Regions from separate parts of the Mus musculus genome. Here regions 1, 2 and 3 are each linked to region 4. A link is a contact called in public HiChIP or PLAC-seq and promoter capture Hi-C data. All regions are on one chromosome and are shown on one strand. The core of a region is the stretch at or near the end of the contact, and the rest is flanking DNA. Distances in the headings are between cores, read along the strand shown. Region 1 holds the start of A2m (alpha-2-macroglobulin). Region 2 holds the start of Iqsec3 (IQ motif and Sec7 domain 3). Region 3 has its middle 58 kb from the start of Iqsec3. Region 4 holds the start of Phc1 (polyhomeotic 1).

Region 1 (3,406 bases), core at 410-2,909, 700 kb before region 4:
CCAGGACATCGATAGCTGAATGTGGCCATGATTCACAGGAGCAGTGACACACAAAGTCAGGGTGCAGACTTCACTCCTAGAACACACTTACCAGGAACAGCGTACATGGATAGGTCACAAGCACGGTCTAAAACTGTGCGTTCTCTCGGCCCAGCCCTCTGTCCTTGCCTCTGCTCCTGCCTGTCTGTTTCTCGTCTTACTCAGTTACTGACCAGCTGGGAAATTAAAACAAACACGTTTTTATTCCCTATAATCTTCTCTCTCAAAGACGCTGCCACTCTGTAGCCCCCTTCCACGTCCACGGTGAATGTCCGGGTATCACCCGCTTGTCACCCACCCATTCTCCCGTCTTCTGGATTATTTCCTTTGTCACCTCTCTATATTTCAGTAAGATTGATCTCTTCAAGGATCAGATGTGAGCTTAAGTATTTTGCCAAAGATCTTCTCTGATTTAAAGCCAACTCCCTTGACCACCCTCCTAAATAGTTAAGCTTTTCCTTCAGGACAAAGAAATCTCATTTCCTTAAGAGCTTCATTACTACTGAATATGTGTGTCATTTTAAGGATTAGAATGCCCCTTGCTCATCTCCTTCTCTGTCTAACCACCACTCAGAACTCACAGCTTACTTTAGATTTCTGCTTCCTTCCGAGTTGTTTCCAGGAGCCCATAACAGGCTATGTGTCCCTCGCACCTGCCTTCGAGGAGACTTCAACTTCTCTAATGATAATGGTTGGTTACTGTACTCGCTTTTAAAAGCCGTCCTATCACCTGCCCTACGTCATAGAACTTTTACGGATTCTTACTTCTACTTATCTGACATTCTATCGCTAGGTTCTAGCCAAGGAGGATCAATAAATGGTTATAAATAACCAAGAAGCTGCAAGAACAAGTAGATGGATGCATGAATCAATGAAATTGCCTCCAGGACAATTCCAGAGACTAGAGAGGGGAGTGTTGCACAAAAGCATTTGTTGAGTGGATGGCAAAGGCAGCTGGGATCTTTGTTAGGCACAGTAAAGTGGGGTTTCTGATACTGGTTACTTTTCACCTTAAACTGGAATGAGTGTATGTGAAGGTTAAGGCCCATGCGGTGATATCCTGGGATTTAGAAATTCACTGTTTAGGGTAGACAGCAAGCCCAGGACCCTCCTATCTCCTGTTCTCCAGCACCTGGATTATAGGTAAGCATTAGGAAACTTACAAAACAGTCATTTCTCCTGGCCCTGATACTTCATTTTCAGTCAATCTAATGTATAACAATACCTCTAAAGTCAATACCTACTTCCTAGTTTGGTTCAAAATTCCTTTCATGGAAGGGAGCTAAACATGGGCTTTGCGTGAAAGACAGACAGACCTTCTGTGGCTCAGAACTTGCTGGCACACTTGAATTATTCAAACCTCTCCAGTACTGCTTAAGCTGCAGCCTGCTTGCCAACTCTCCAGACAGGAGCCCAGAGCATCAATAAGTGGCTGTGGGGGAGGAGAAGGCGATTATCAACTTTATTGTACAACGGAGAAAAAGTGAGCAGTAACAGGAAAGTGCTTAATCCTTCTGGGAATTCCGGCTAACGGGTCAGGAATTAACCTTGGCAGTAACTAGGCCATCAATGACCCCTTCAGAGAATGTTCAAAAAACCTCAGCTTTGTTCAGAGAACTCGTGTGGGTGGAACCCGCTGTTTGCATAAAGCCTAGCTGCTCCTCAGCACGTTCAGGACCAGATCTCTGGCGGGGAGCAGGGTGCAAGGCAGCCAGGTCTCCAGTCCTCTCTGCAGCATGGGGAAGCGCTGGCTCCCAAGCCTGGCCCTGCTGCCGCTGCCGCCACCGCTGCTGCTGCTGCTGTTGCTGCTGCTGCCCACAAATGCCTCAGCACCACAGAAACCGTGAGTCCACCGAACGCCAGAAACTTGAATTTAAGGCTTCTGTTTACTCGTTTCTTTCTTACAAAACCGTGACCTTCTTTCTCATCTCCTAGGTTCCTTAGAGCGCCGAGATTTGTACAAATCCTCCTCACTCATTATTCCTCCTCATCTCAGTTTTAATCATTTCTCTTTAGCTCTCTGGATTTCGGAATATCCAAACTCCCCGGTGACACACAGAACCTTTGTAGGTACTCTTGTCTTCAGGACCTCCTGTGGCTCTGCTGAGACTTTGCCCTTGCTTTTTCCTTTACATTCCTCAGGGCGTTTGATAAAACAAAGATTTTTTTCTTTTCAAAATCTCTAGGAATGATTTCAAAGGTTGATGTTGATGCTGAAAATGTAAACGACTTTTGTTACAGGAAAAAACAAAACAAAACAAAACAAAACAAAACAAAAAAACCCCCAACAACAACAACAACCCCAAAACCAAAAAAACTATTGTGCAAATCAGCTAGCGATGAAATCTGTGCTCCAAAGAAACGAACCAAGGAATGTAGAGAGACAGATAGACAGACAGAGCAGGTCATACAAGAAGATGTACAAGAAACAGTGACAAAGACATAGTTATTGGGAACTTTTTCTTAGGGCTTCTATTTACACATAAGACAAATGTTACTTGTTTAATGGGGAATATCCAGCTAAAGGTGAGAGCACCACGGTGGAAGAAGAGAGCACACAATTCTCAATATAAATGTATGAATCATGAATATATTTTTTAGTAAGTTATGTACTAGGACTTCTGAAAATAATCCAATCATAAGAAAACATTTAACACTTACAAATTTATGGTCACACATATAAAGGAAGAGTTACTGTTAAATTTATATACCCACAGGTAATATTTCATATTTATATTAATATTAACATATATATATAACACATATATGTTAATAAAAATGATAGTTGATCATGAGATATTTTTAAGCATAAGGAAATCATAGTATAAACTTCTGGATAGTAAGTGGCACAGAAATTAGAATTTTTGAGCATTACAAAAAGAACCTACACATTTTATTTATTTATTTATTTATTTATTTATTTATTATTTTATTGTGGTTGTCCATTTGTTTTGTGGTTGTTTGTTTTGAGACAGGATTTATGTTAATTATGTCTGACAGCATCCCCGTCTCGGCCTCCCAAGTCATGAGCCACATCTCTCAATATCTATTGTTAAGTAGGTGATACTACCTATAATATTTAAAATTCTATGGACTAGCTAAAATCCAACGTAAGTGAAATTAAGCCTTATTTTAGGCTATCAAGAGAGTTTACTGTTTAAAATTGTAATAAAAGTAGAAGTTAACTTGAGAGTACAGAAGAGTTGGGTGGCATCTAAAGACATTCTTGAGAGTTGCTGTTTGAAACTGGAGGGTTGGTCTTTAGTCATACATGATTGATAAATGGTCTGCTCTGTTCCTGAGTTTCCAGAGGCTGGATTACATTGAAATGGAGCTTTTCTCTACATTTGGGAAGGCAAACTCATAT
Region 2 (3,075 bases), core at 320-2,819, 870 kb before region 4:
AACCAAAGGGAAACAAGGCTTGCCATAAGAGGCCACCACAGAGATTTATAGAGGCATTACATTCAAGAAACTGCTTTCCAGCTGTCTCTGATCTCATTGTTCTCTTCCCATGATTTGAACCCAGATAAGCTTCTGAGTCAGTGGAGAGCTCCAGCCAGGTGAGTCCTCAAGCTGAAACAGAGACATCCAGGAGTCTGGAGGGTTGTTTCTGCGTATGCCTTGGCACTATAGAGGCTCAGCATAAAGATGTTCACTTGGGTCAGAAGGGAGAAAGCTTTCCCAAGTGAGCCACTCCTGGCTCTGACTCCCACTGCATCAGATAAAGAGCCAGCTCCTTCCCCTGGGCAGCGCTGTCTCCCACCATTCATCTTCCTGTATCCAGCTCCCCTGCCTGTTCCCGTTCCCCCCCCACCTCCTGTCCTTTGCTTTATCCTACCCACTCTAATCCTTGCTGCTGGACCCCAGCCCCTATAAAGCGCTTAAACTTCCTGATCAAGTCTGTTTTGGTGTCTCACTCTTTATTTAAACAGTTGTACTATGCAAACTCACTTCCGAATTTTTCCTAGCTTAAATCCTTCAATGGTCCCCTGCTTTGGCTTAATTTTTTTGCCCCCAACTTCCTCCCAATTTTATCTCCCTTAATTTCTGGAAGTTATCATTATCCCCAACCAGTTAAAGCCCATTCCTCTCATTTTTTGCTCCAAAGATGGTCCAAATACTTCCTTTGGCTCCAACCACCACAGACCTTCCAACGCGGATCTCAAGCCCTCCTTTGCGGGACTCTCCTTGACACATTTTTTTACCCAAGGCATTTTTGCCCGCTTCACTTCACAGTGCTCAAGTCCTTCACTCTTACACACAGATTTCCCATTTCCTCACACCCACTTGCTTCTCCCACCTCCTTGTCCCCACTCACTCGGGTCTCCTGCTCAGGACGCCCTTGCCGAGGGCGGCGGGGGATGCGTGTTGAAGCAGGGCTCCCGCGGCAGCACAACAACTCGAGGGACGCTCCTTCTCCTTGTCAGCTATGGCCCCGGGTGCCACCGGGTGCTGGTGGGGCGACTGAGGAGTCTGAACCCTGCTGCTGGGTGCAGGTTGGGGCTGCGCCAGGAGCTGACCGTGGTGCTGAAGCGGCGGCTCCGGTGAAGCGGGTATGAGCTGTCCGTGGTCCTGAAGCGGTTCCTGGGCCGCAGCGGCGGCCGGAGCAGTGACTGCAGGAGCAGGCAGTGGGGCAGACGGCGGCGGGGGAACCAGCCCAGGCGGAGGCTGGGCTTGCAGCAACTGCTGGTGTTCCCACAGGCTGCGGTTCTCCGCGCTCAGCTCGTCTAGACGCCGCTCCAGCTCATCGATGCGCTGGCGCTGGGTATGGATGAGGCTTTGCTGGTTCTGCACGATGGCCGTGAGCTCCTTGAGGTAGAGCACGGCGCGCACCGGGTTCTCCAGCAGGCTCTCCATGCCGCCCGCCGCCGCCTGCGCCCTGCCTGCGCCTAGGCGGGCGGCGGGGAGCGTGAGCGCGCAGGAGCCCAGCAGCCCAGCAGCTCTGGCGGTCGGTGGCCTCCCTCCCTCTCTCTCCCTCCCCTTCCCGCCGTCGCCTGCGCGTCACCGCCACACAGGCATTCGCACACGCACTGAGGGGCGGACCGGCGCCAGGGCCCACCTCCCACCTCTGGGCTTCGTGAGGAACCCTGCTTCCCGCGGGGGCGTAGGAGAGGCGGGTGGGGATGGGGAGCAGAGGGGAAGAGGCTGGGTCGAGCAAAATACTCTATGAAAATCCAGGATGGAGATCAGTCCTACCAGGGAAGAAGGAAGAGCCAACCCAAGCAGAAGCGCTGGGAAAGTGCTATAGAACTAAGACAAAAAGGAAGCCGCCAGAGAAAGATGAAGAATAAAGGAAGCTGCCAAAGACATAGAGAAGTACAGGCACCCAGCTCTAAAAGGTCACAGTCACGTTTTCCTGTATCTAGGCACCTCAGAGGCAGGGCCCATTTTTAAGACCTTCTAGGGAGGAGACACACCTGCCTTTTTGATGCTCAACAATTTGCTCTGTAGGATGTCCGTGAACAGTTATGAGACCCTAGAGAACAAGGCGTGTGTCTGTTGCTTAGTTCTGGCGGGGGTAAGTTAAGGCAGGAAGGCTGCACATGCAGGGATTTTTCTCTGGAAATGAGATCTCATGGCTCTTTGGACCTCTCTGACAGGAACAGAAACCAAATAGAACCTCTGAGGTTCCCGCTTCCAGAACCTTCTGAAGCAACCATTCTTTTTGACAGTTAGGAAGCACATGCAATTAGTAAATACTGGACTAGGAGATGATATAATAAAAACTACCAGGATGGATTTGTTGGCTTCTTGTAGCTTATAAGCAGTGGATCAAAGACTTAATAATTAATTTTGAAAGGTGGGAGTAAGACAGAGCTGTGATCAGAGTGTTGTAGGAGTCACCAGTCTGGGGATCTCCGGAATGCTTCTTGGAAGAATTAACATTTGAGGAGGGAGGGGTTTTCCTGGAAGCTCAGAGACATGAATCAACATGGAATTATCTGTTAATTTTTCAGTTTTTGCACATAACATCCACTAGATGCAGCATTATACTAGGTCAGCCAGGAGGAAAATTAAGGCAGGAAGGCTGCTAGGGCTAGATTTTTCTCTAGAAATGAGGTCTCAGGGTATTTGGAGTAATAATTCATATGCAACAGTGTGCGCTCATTCTGACTACACAGCTCCGTGGATTTTGACAGTATACACCCGATCGCTCATCACTACAAACAAAAAAACTGTTACGTGTAATAAGCACCCCTCTGCTCTGTTCAACTTCTTGTCCCCAGCCCCAGCTAAGCACTCATCTGCTTCCTCTAAACACACATTAGTTTTGCCTGTTGTGGAATCTAATATTAACGAAGTCACATAATGTATACTTGCTTGTGTCTGATATGTATGTGGTCCCTCCATTCCGTTACAAATACCATTAATTTCTTTTTTATTTTGGAGTGGTATCAACAACAGACATAGCATAGTTTTTTTTTTTTTCTTCCTTTATTTGCTGATGCTGTTGGTGGACATTTTTGTTGTTTAGCA
Region 3 (3,452 bases), core at 362-2,861, 810 kb before region 4:
CATGGCCAGGGACTTGGTCCAAACCTTTGACTAAGACTCCCTAGAGGCTGTGGAGATGGCTCCCCAGAGAGCACGTGCCTTGCAAACACTAGGACCTGAGTTTGATCCCAGAGTGCAGGTGAAGATACTGGGCATTGTGGAGCACACTTCTAATCCCAGGGTTGGCAGCAGAGACAGGAGCCCCCTGTGCTAGGTGGCCAGATAGCCTTACCTAAGTGGTGATCTCTGGGCCAATAAGACCCTTTCTCTAAGGTGAATAGTGTTCCTCAGAATGACAAAGATAGCTTTATAACTCCATAAGACCAAAAAAGAAAAAGACAAAGAAATGATTTTCCAAGAATAGATGCCATTTGTCTTTCAACATCTTGTTCCTGGGGCCCACACAGCCAGTGCCCTGTTCCCCTAGTGGTTTTGTTTTGCCTTTTTATGACATTGGTCACCCCTGAACCATTGACCACTTAGTGATCGGTTGCCTGCATGTCCTGACAGTCCCTCTGTCCAGCACACTTAACTACTCCTGGTCTCCTCATTTTGGTGGATGGAGCTGGGCTCAGGCCTCCCACGACCTTTGATGGACAGCCTGCCTATCTAGCAAGTAGCTTCCCAAGAAGAATCCGAGTACATGTTGATGGTATCTATGGGTTGGAACTTCTGGGTGAACTTTAGATTCAGGATTGCTGGGTTCAAGAGTAAAGCTATATCTAACTCATCGAAGGCTGTCAAATTCTGCCATGGAGCCACCAACAAAGTCCAAGAATGACAGGTTTTCCAGAGGGATTAGAATTTTAGATTTCTGATAACTTCACAGATGGAAGAAAGCCTGGGAGAGTCTTTTTCATGCATATGCAAGTACACGTGGAGGTGCTCGGAAGTTGGAGGCTAACCATGGTCTGTGAGGGACAGCGGCACTAGGCTTCCCTGAAGGTATCTTCCATATATATGTATATATATGTATGCATACATATATGTATATATATGTATGCATATATGTGTGTATTAAATATATATTATATAATTATTACATAATAATATTACATAATATATGTAAATAAATATATATGTTAAATATATATTTAACTTTTGAAACCTATGAATGTTTACATGTTTGAAAAACTGAACTAAACCTACAGAAAACAAGAAACTCTGAAGTTGAAAATAAGCCCCTCCCTCATCAAATTAATGCCTAGCCATGTGTCAGATTAACAACACAAGTGCACGACAGCATCCTGGTTTTACATAGCTTTATAACCTTTTCCTCCCTCCCTCCCTCTCTCTCTCTCTCTTTCTTTCTTTCTTGACAATGTTTATCTGTGTAGCCCTAGCTGTCCTGGAACTCACTCTGTAGACCAGGCTGGCCTCGAACTCAGAAATCTGCTTGTCTCTGCCTCCCAAGTGCTGGGATTAAAGGCGTGCGCCACCACTGCCTGGCTCATAGCTTTATTAACCTTATAAGAACAAAAGAGAAAGAGGTAAATGAGTTCCATAGGATGCTTTTGTTGTTGTTAGCAGTCGTAACTTTTATTTATACTTAGTGTAGTGGGGCAGGGGCAGAGCAACCACCTTAATGTCAGTGTGGTGAGAAGCCACGTGGTTGCTTGGCAACAGACTGTCCCAGATCCTTTCCTCATCAGTAGGTGTACATCCTCCGTCTACGCGCAGCTGTGCCAAGACAAAGGCAAGACGAGGTCGAATTAATTCTGGGATTTGACTCAGAAATATCAACACAGACGCGTGCTTATGAATATGCACTTCCCAGGCCTGTCTACCGAAATGCCCGGTAAATCCAGGAGCCAAGGTCACCTATGTTTCTGAACATTTTCTCCACGGAGGGCAAGGAAGTACCTTGGAAAGGGAGTGGGCCTACACTGGAGATGAGAAAGGGGCATTCCAAGAAGCTGGGAACCCATCCACAGTGTTATTAAAGCTGGCTGGGGTGGGGGTGGGGCAGAGGTAGGGAGTGGGGGCGGGGTCCTACCAGCCAAGTTTGAGCTGATTTCAGCATCAAGGGCAACCTAGTACTCTGAGAAGAAAGCTATAAGGAGGATGGAGACCAGGAAGCATGGCCGAGGGTCCAAAAGTCCTGACAGCAATGCAGCACTCTTCATCGTGGAGAGGGAGACAATAATCCCAGCAGCGCTCTGTTCACAGTTATCATAGAATGATGAACAACAGAAGCAGAAGGAGCAACGTTCTAAACTGCTAACAAAATGAGAATGACTGTGAAATGCGCTTGGATAGTTGGGATATATCACAGTGGGACACGGTGGAATAAATCTAAACTTGCAGACAAGGAAGAGTGTAAAATATAATAGCATGACATAATAATAGCATTAAAAAAAACGTACTCTTAAGTAAAGGTGATGCATAGGAAGATAAATAAAACATAATAACAATGACAAATCTTCTGTGTGTGAAATTACCATCTGTTTTTCCATTTGATTCTCTGATTTCTATAAAGAAAATAACATTTTCTAAAACGTACATACTACAATTTAAATTTGTAAGAGGGAAAAACTTGGAACTGGATGCAGGAAGGCATTACCGGGAGTAGAAGGCATTACATTAAAATCTGGGACTATGGAATGGCTTTCTTTGGGAGAAGTGTGAGCTCAGGTGGAGGAGGATCACCAGAACAGCCTGAAACAAGAGCAGGGCAGGGAGATATGGTACAGCAGCGCCACTCAGTGGACATCTCTGGGGCTGCATGTGTTGAGATTTTCCTGTTTTGTTATTATCCCAAGACCTGGGTACAGGAGGGTAGGCTAGGTAAGAATTAGCTGCGTGGGGCCACCATCCAGCATCCTTCCAGCACATGGGTAAAGTGCCCAAGTGGGTTTGGGAGCATAAGTTTGAGACTGGTCAAGCTGAGGCAGGGGATGAGGCAACCAGAGGTGAAGGGTCTCCAGTGGATCCTTCTAAGGGTTATATAAGAGAGCAGTTTCCATCTAAGGCAAACCCCATTTCTGGGACATCCCTCTGAGGCAGCCAGTACTGTCTCCTGCCTCTCAGTCTGCACTAGGAAACTAAAGTGCACTTGTAAGTCAAAGCACACAGTGGTAGAATCAAGACGCAACCTAAGCCCATTTATAAGAGAAAGCAAGCAAAATTTGCCAAAGTCTGGCTTATTTTGCTCGATGTAATGATTGCTGCTGGTCTCACCCACTTTCTTGAAAAAGATATAATTTTATTCTTTGTGGATGAATAAAACCCTGTATGCTGATTCTATGACTTGCCTTTTGTGAGTTGTGTTGCAACATAGGTTTGTAGGACTCTCTCTGATATACCGGCTTAGACTCTTGCGTATGGCCTCGGGAGAGGCACAGCTGGCTCAAGGCAGTTCTACTTTAGTTTGGGGGGAAGCTTCCTATGGGTTTCCGCGTAGCTTCACTAATCTGCAATTTCAACAGCGGTGTACAAGGTCCCTCCCCCTCCTGCCTTACCATCACCAGTCA
Region 4 (3,315 bases), core at 475-2,974:
TCTGGCAGCTACATTAAAACCAGCAAAAAATAAATTAAAAGAAAAATACATATCAAAAAAAGGAAAAGAAACAAGAGAAGCAAGCAGAAACACTCTTCTAAAGCGGCTGAAAATGACATCATTTTACTCCTTAGTTTTCATTCTTTCGTTAAACTTACACTGTGTATTCTTTATTTTTGATACACTGAGGTACTAGAACTATCAGGTCTCCCAAGTACTATTTGGCTTGGGAATATAAAAGTCCGACCATAATTTCTGCTAGGGGCTATCTCTAGTTTCATTAGATGAATGGATTTATCTCAGGAATTAATCCCAAACAAGTAAACAAAAGTCAAAAGTCTCAACCTTGGCCCCTGAAGTGGAGTTTTCTCTGGATTCTCTTCCCAGCATCTCTACATCACTTAACTCTGGGACCGAACAAATGCCACTCCACACACGGATAAAATGAAAGAGGTACAGAGAGGGTATTCTATCAACTTCAGTCTACCTTTCTCCCCACATCTTTTGCCAAAATATCAAAGCACTAAACAGATACAGACCCATGAATCCTCAATATCAGCATGTGAAGGAAAAAAAGTGGGTAAGGATTAGAGGCAGCATGGCACAGTTGTACAGATTACTGGAGTTATCTCACTGCACTCAGAGACGTAAGACCCTGTTACTTGCAATAGAGCCTTATATAAAACACGTTCATCAATTCGATGACCCCCTCATTTCCCCCAGATAATGAAACAGAGAGGGCCAATTTTAAAGTCTTTTCACCAGGGAAACTGCCATCAAAAACCTCGCAGGCACACAAATCTATCTTAAAATCCTCATTTTTCAATGAATGTTGTGAGTTCCAGATTCAGTATAGAAAGTGAAGAGAGCACACCGTTTAGGTGGCAAACTCAATCAAAAATTAAAACTAAGAGTCAAAGGCCACCCTAAACGTTCCCACCTTTTGGGTGTGGGTGTGTTTAAGGACTCAACTGGGGAAGACGCACACCGATGGGAAGGAACTAGAAATTAATATTGAGGTAGACATACTACTGGGCCTATTGGGTCAGGTGTTGGAAGAAGTCAATACCCTTGAGTATAAAACTCTGTTGCAGTAAGAATGGAGTGAGAAGCAAGGGTTGAGGGGCGCCTCGGAAAGACTCCCAGGGGTTCTTGTTCTTCACAGAAGCGTGATTAAAAAAAAAAAAATGCATTTCCAAAGAGAAATCAAACACACCAGGAGAAAGGGGTGGATACAGTGCTGTGCCCGAAGCGAGCGGACTTGGTAAGCAGGGAAATGTATATTCTAATAGTAGGGAGCCAAGCAGGGGAGGCACAGAAGTCGAGGAACTGGGAGATCGGGGAGCCCGGCGGAGCGCGAGAAGCAGGGAGATAACCAGACAGCATGCTCGGATGGAAGGACCAAAGTCGGGGAAGGGAGAAATGAATGAGAAGCGGTCAGAGGCAACGAGGTGACGGACAGACAGCACCGAGCACAGCGAGCGCAAAGCACGAAGACCGGGACGCGCAGCACCCAAGCACCGCAAAGCGCAGCAGAGCGGGAGGCAGGAGCGCGGCTGGGGGAGGTACCTGGGCGTTGCACACGCCGAGGTGGCTGAGGAAACATCCCCGCGCCGCCGAGACCCCGGGATGCGGCCCCTCCCCGGCCCGCGGCCGCCCGGTTACCTTCGCGCCCGGCTCCGCACCCGAGTCCTCGCGGGGGGCGTCCACCTCAGGGGCGGGGGAGGGGGGGGGGGTCGCTCGGCCTCGGCGGCGGCGCGCCGCCTCCTCCCCTTCCTGGAGGGGCGGGGGCCCAGGCGCGGTGGGAGGTGCCCGGCGCGGCCGCCGCTCCCCGCCCCTCCCGCCGTCCGGGTGCTGGCCGCGCCGCGGCTCCGCCAGGCCGGGGGCTCGCGCGGGCCTGTCACTTCCTGCCCCGCCGCGAGGGTGGGGGGCCGAGGCCGGGGGGCCGCGGGCCGGCGGGGAGGGGGCTGCGGGGAGGTGCTTCCGGGGCAGCCGACCCCTCCTCCGGCCCGCCCCCTCCCCGCGCCCGCCCTCGCGCGCGTCCCTCGCTTCCTGTCGGCGCCCGTTGCCATGGCGACGCTGCTCCCCGGCCTCCGCGCTCTAGGCCCGAGTGGGGTTTTTTTTGTTTGTTTTTCTTTTTCTTTTCTCCCCCTGGCTCTGGCTCTCTTTCTCCTCCTTTCTTCCCCCCTTCTCTCTCTTCGAATTCCGCTCGCCGTCTGAAAGCAGACGTCTAAGAAAGCGCTGGCCTCTAGAGGGGGACTCACCTCGGAGAAGAGAGGGAGATGGGGAGAGGGGAGGGAAGTGACGTGAAAGGGGGGGAAAAAAAGAAGGTATTTTCTGCAGCTTCTGGGAATAGGGGCTCGAAAGAAAGGATCAAAGGGACCAGCAGGCACAGAGGGAGGAAGCGGAGCAAAGACCCTTGAGAAACGACGGCCTGTGAAAGGAAATAGAGCAAAGGGAAGGGAAGAGGAGAAAAGAAAAACTTTGAGATAGAGGGAACGGCGAGAGAATGCTGAGTGTTTAATCCCTCGCCCCAACTCCAAGAAGGCGGGAAACAACGCCGCACAGAAACTGAACCCGTTAGAAGCAGCAGTTCATTAAAAAGCAGGAACCTGAAGCAACTTGCTTTGAATAATACTTAAGTCTGTGACGTCAGGGTTGATTGTGTGCTTCGGAATCTCTTTAAGTCACACGCACACGTGAAAGAATCACAACGCCCAAAACAATGGAAAAGGCGGGGTGTAAAGAGATGAACAATGGTGCTGCCTTTGGGAAGGCTGAGCATATGGTGGGGGAGGCCCGTTTTATTTGCAACACAAATTTAACAGGATTTAATTATTCTCAGTCTCTCAGAGCTCTTAGAACACCTACTGTGTGCTGGCCACTCTTGGAAGCTTTTTTTTTTTTTAAACCAGAGCATTGTTAGCAAAGACAGCTGCTCTCCTTAACCTTTTACCTGCCGTAGGGTGTTACCTTGTGATAATAGCTGGGATTTGTATCTTTTGCTAACCTCAGCCATAATTAGTTGTTTTCTTGAGCCCACTCTAGATTGAAAACCCAGGTGTAATTAATTTGTATTTAAGGGGGGGGGGGGGGGGAGAGGCATTCTCATTATAAATTGATGCATTTGTGTTTGTTTCAACTCCCTCTCTTAATTGGTATAGCCAGATCTCCGTAAAGTAAGATCTTTAGGAGGCTTCTAGGAACCTGTTAAACGGGTATGCAAATCCCAAAGGGCAGCCAAAGGACTGGAGAGGCAGGAACATGGGTGTGGAGAGGTGAAAGGGTTTGCTGCCGAGCCAAGGATGATAGGTG

The links. Promoter capture Hi-C pulls out the DNA fragments that hold promoters and counts their contacts. HiChIP or PLAC-seq counts read pairs in DNA pulled down with a chosen protein or histone mark.
Region 1: a contact with region 4 is called in a promoter capture Hi-C map of embryonic stem cells, with 6 read pairs. The contact joins the promoter of A2m here to the promoter of Phc1 in region 4. A contact is called at or near these places in 10 of 39 promoter capture datasets (the 3T3-L1 cell line, 3T3-L1-derived adipocytes, cranial neural crest and 6 more), 3 of 115 datasets of contacts at active chromatin or transcription factors (embryonic limb bud and embryonic stem cells) and 1 of 9 other capture datasets (embryonic stem cells).
Region 2: a contact with region 4 is called in a promoter capture Hi-C map of hippocampal neurons, with 3 times the contacts expected there. The contact joins the promoter of Iqsec3 here to the promoter of Phc1 in region 4. A contact is called at or near these places in 2 of 39 promoter capture datasets (hippocampal neurons and liver) and 1 of 115 datasets of contacts at active chromatin or transcription factors (embryonic stem cells).
Region 3: a contact with region 4 is called in an H3K4me3 HiChIP or PLAC-seq map of neural tube, with 5 times the contacts expected there. The contact joins the enhancer-like site here to the promoter of Phc1 in region 4. A contact is called at or near these places in 2 of 39 promoter capture datasets (the 3T3-L1 cell line and cranial neural crest), 1 of 484 Hi-C or Micro-C datasets (embryonic stem cells), 6 of 115 datasets of contacts at active chromatin or transcription factors (astrocytes, bone marrow-derived macrophages, embryonic stem cells and 2 more) and 1 of 9 other capture datasets (liver).

What each region holds. Positions count from the first base shown.
Region 1 is chr6:121,634,514-121,637,919 of GRCm38.p6, forward strand. It overlaps A2m (alpha-2-macroglobulin), which reads left to right and starts at 1,660. Exons shown (of 36, transcript NM_175628.3): 1 at 1,660-1,882. The coding sequence starts at 1,776.
Region 2 is chr6:121,472,109-121,475,183 of GRCm38.p6, forward strand. It overlaps Iqsec3 (IQ motif and Sec7 domain 3), which reads right to left and starts at 1,570. Exons shown (of 14, transcript NM_001033354.3): 1 at 917-1,570. The coding sequence starts at 1,455.
Region 3 is chr6:121,530,395-121,533,846 of GRCm38.p6, forward strand. No RefSeq gene overlaps it. Among named protein-coding and RNA genes, the nearest start is that of Iqsec3, 58 kb to the left of the region's middle. Within about 2 kb of position 1,612, at least 8 of the 459 cell types and tissues checked have an H3K27ac peak or open chromatin away from gene starts, as enhancers often do. A contact at or near this core is called in neural tube, where this site is marked.
Region 4 is chr6:122,337,933-122,341,247 of GRCm38.p6, forward strand. Phc1 (polyhomeotic 1) reads right to left here and starts at 1,725. Exons shown (of 16, transcript NM_001355215.1): 1 at 1,666-1,725; 2 at 540-548. The coding sequence starts at 543.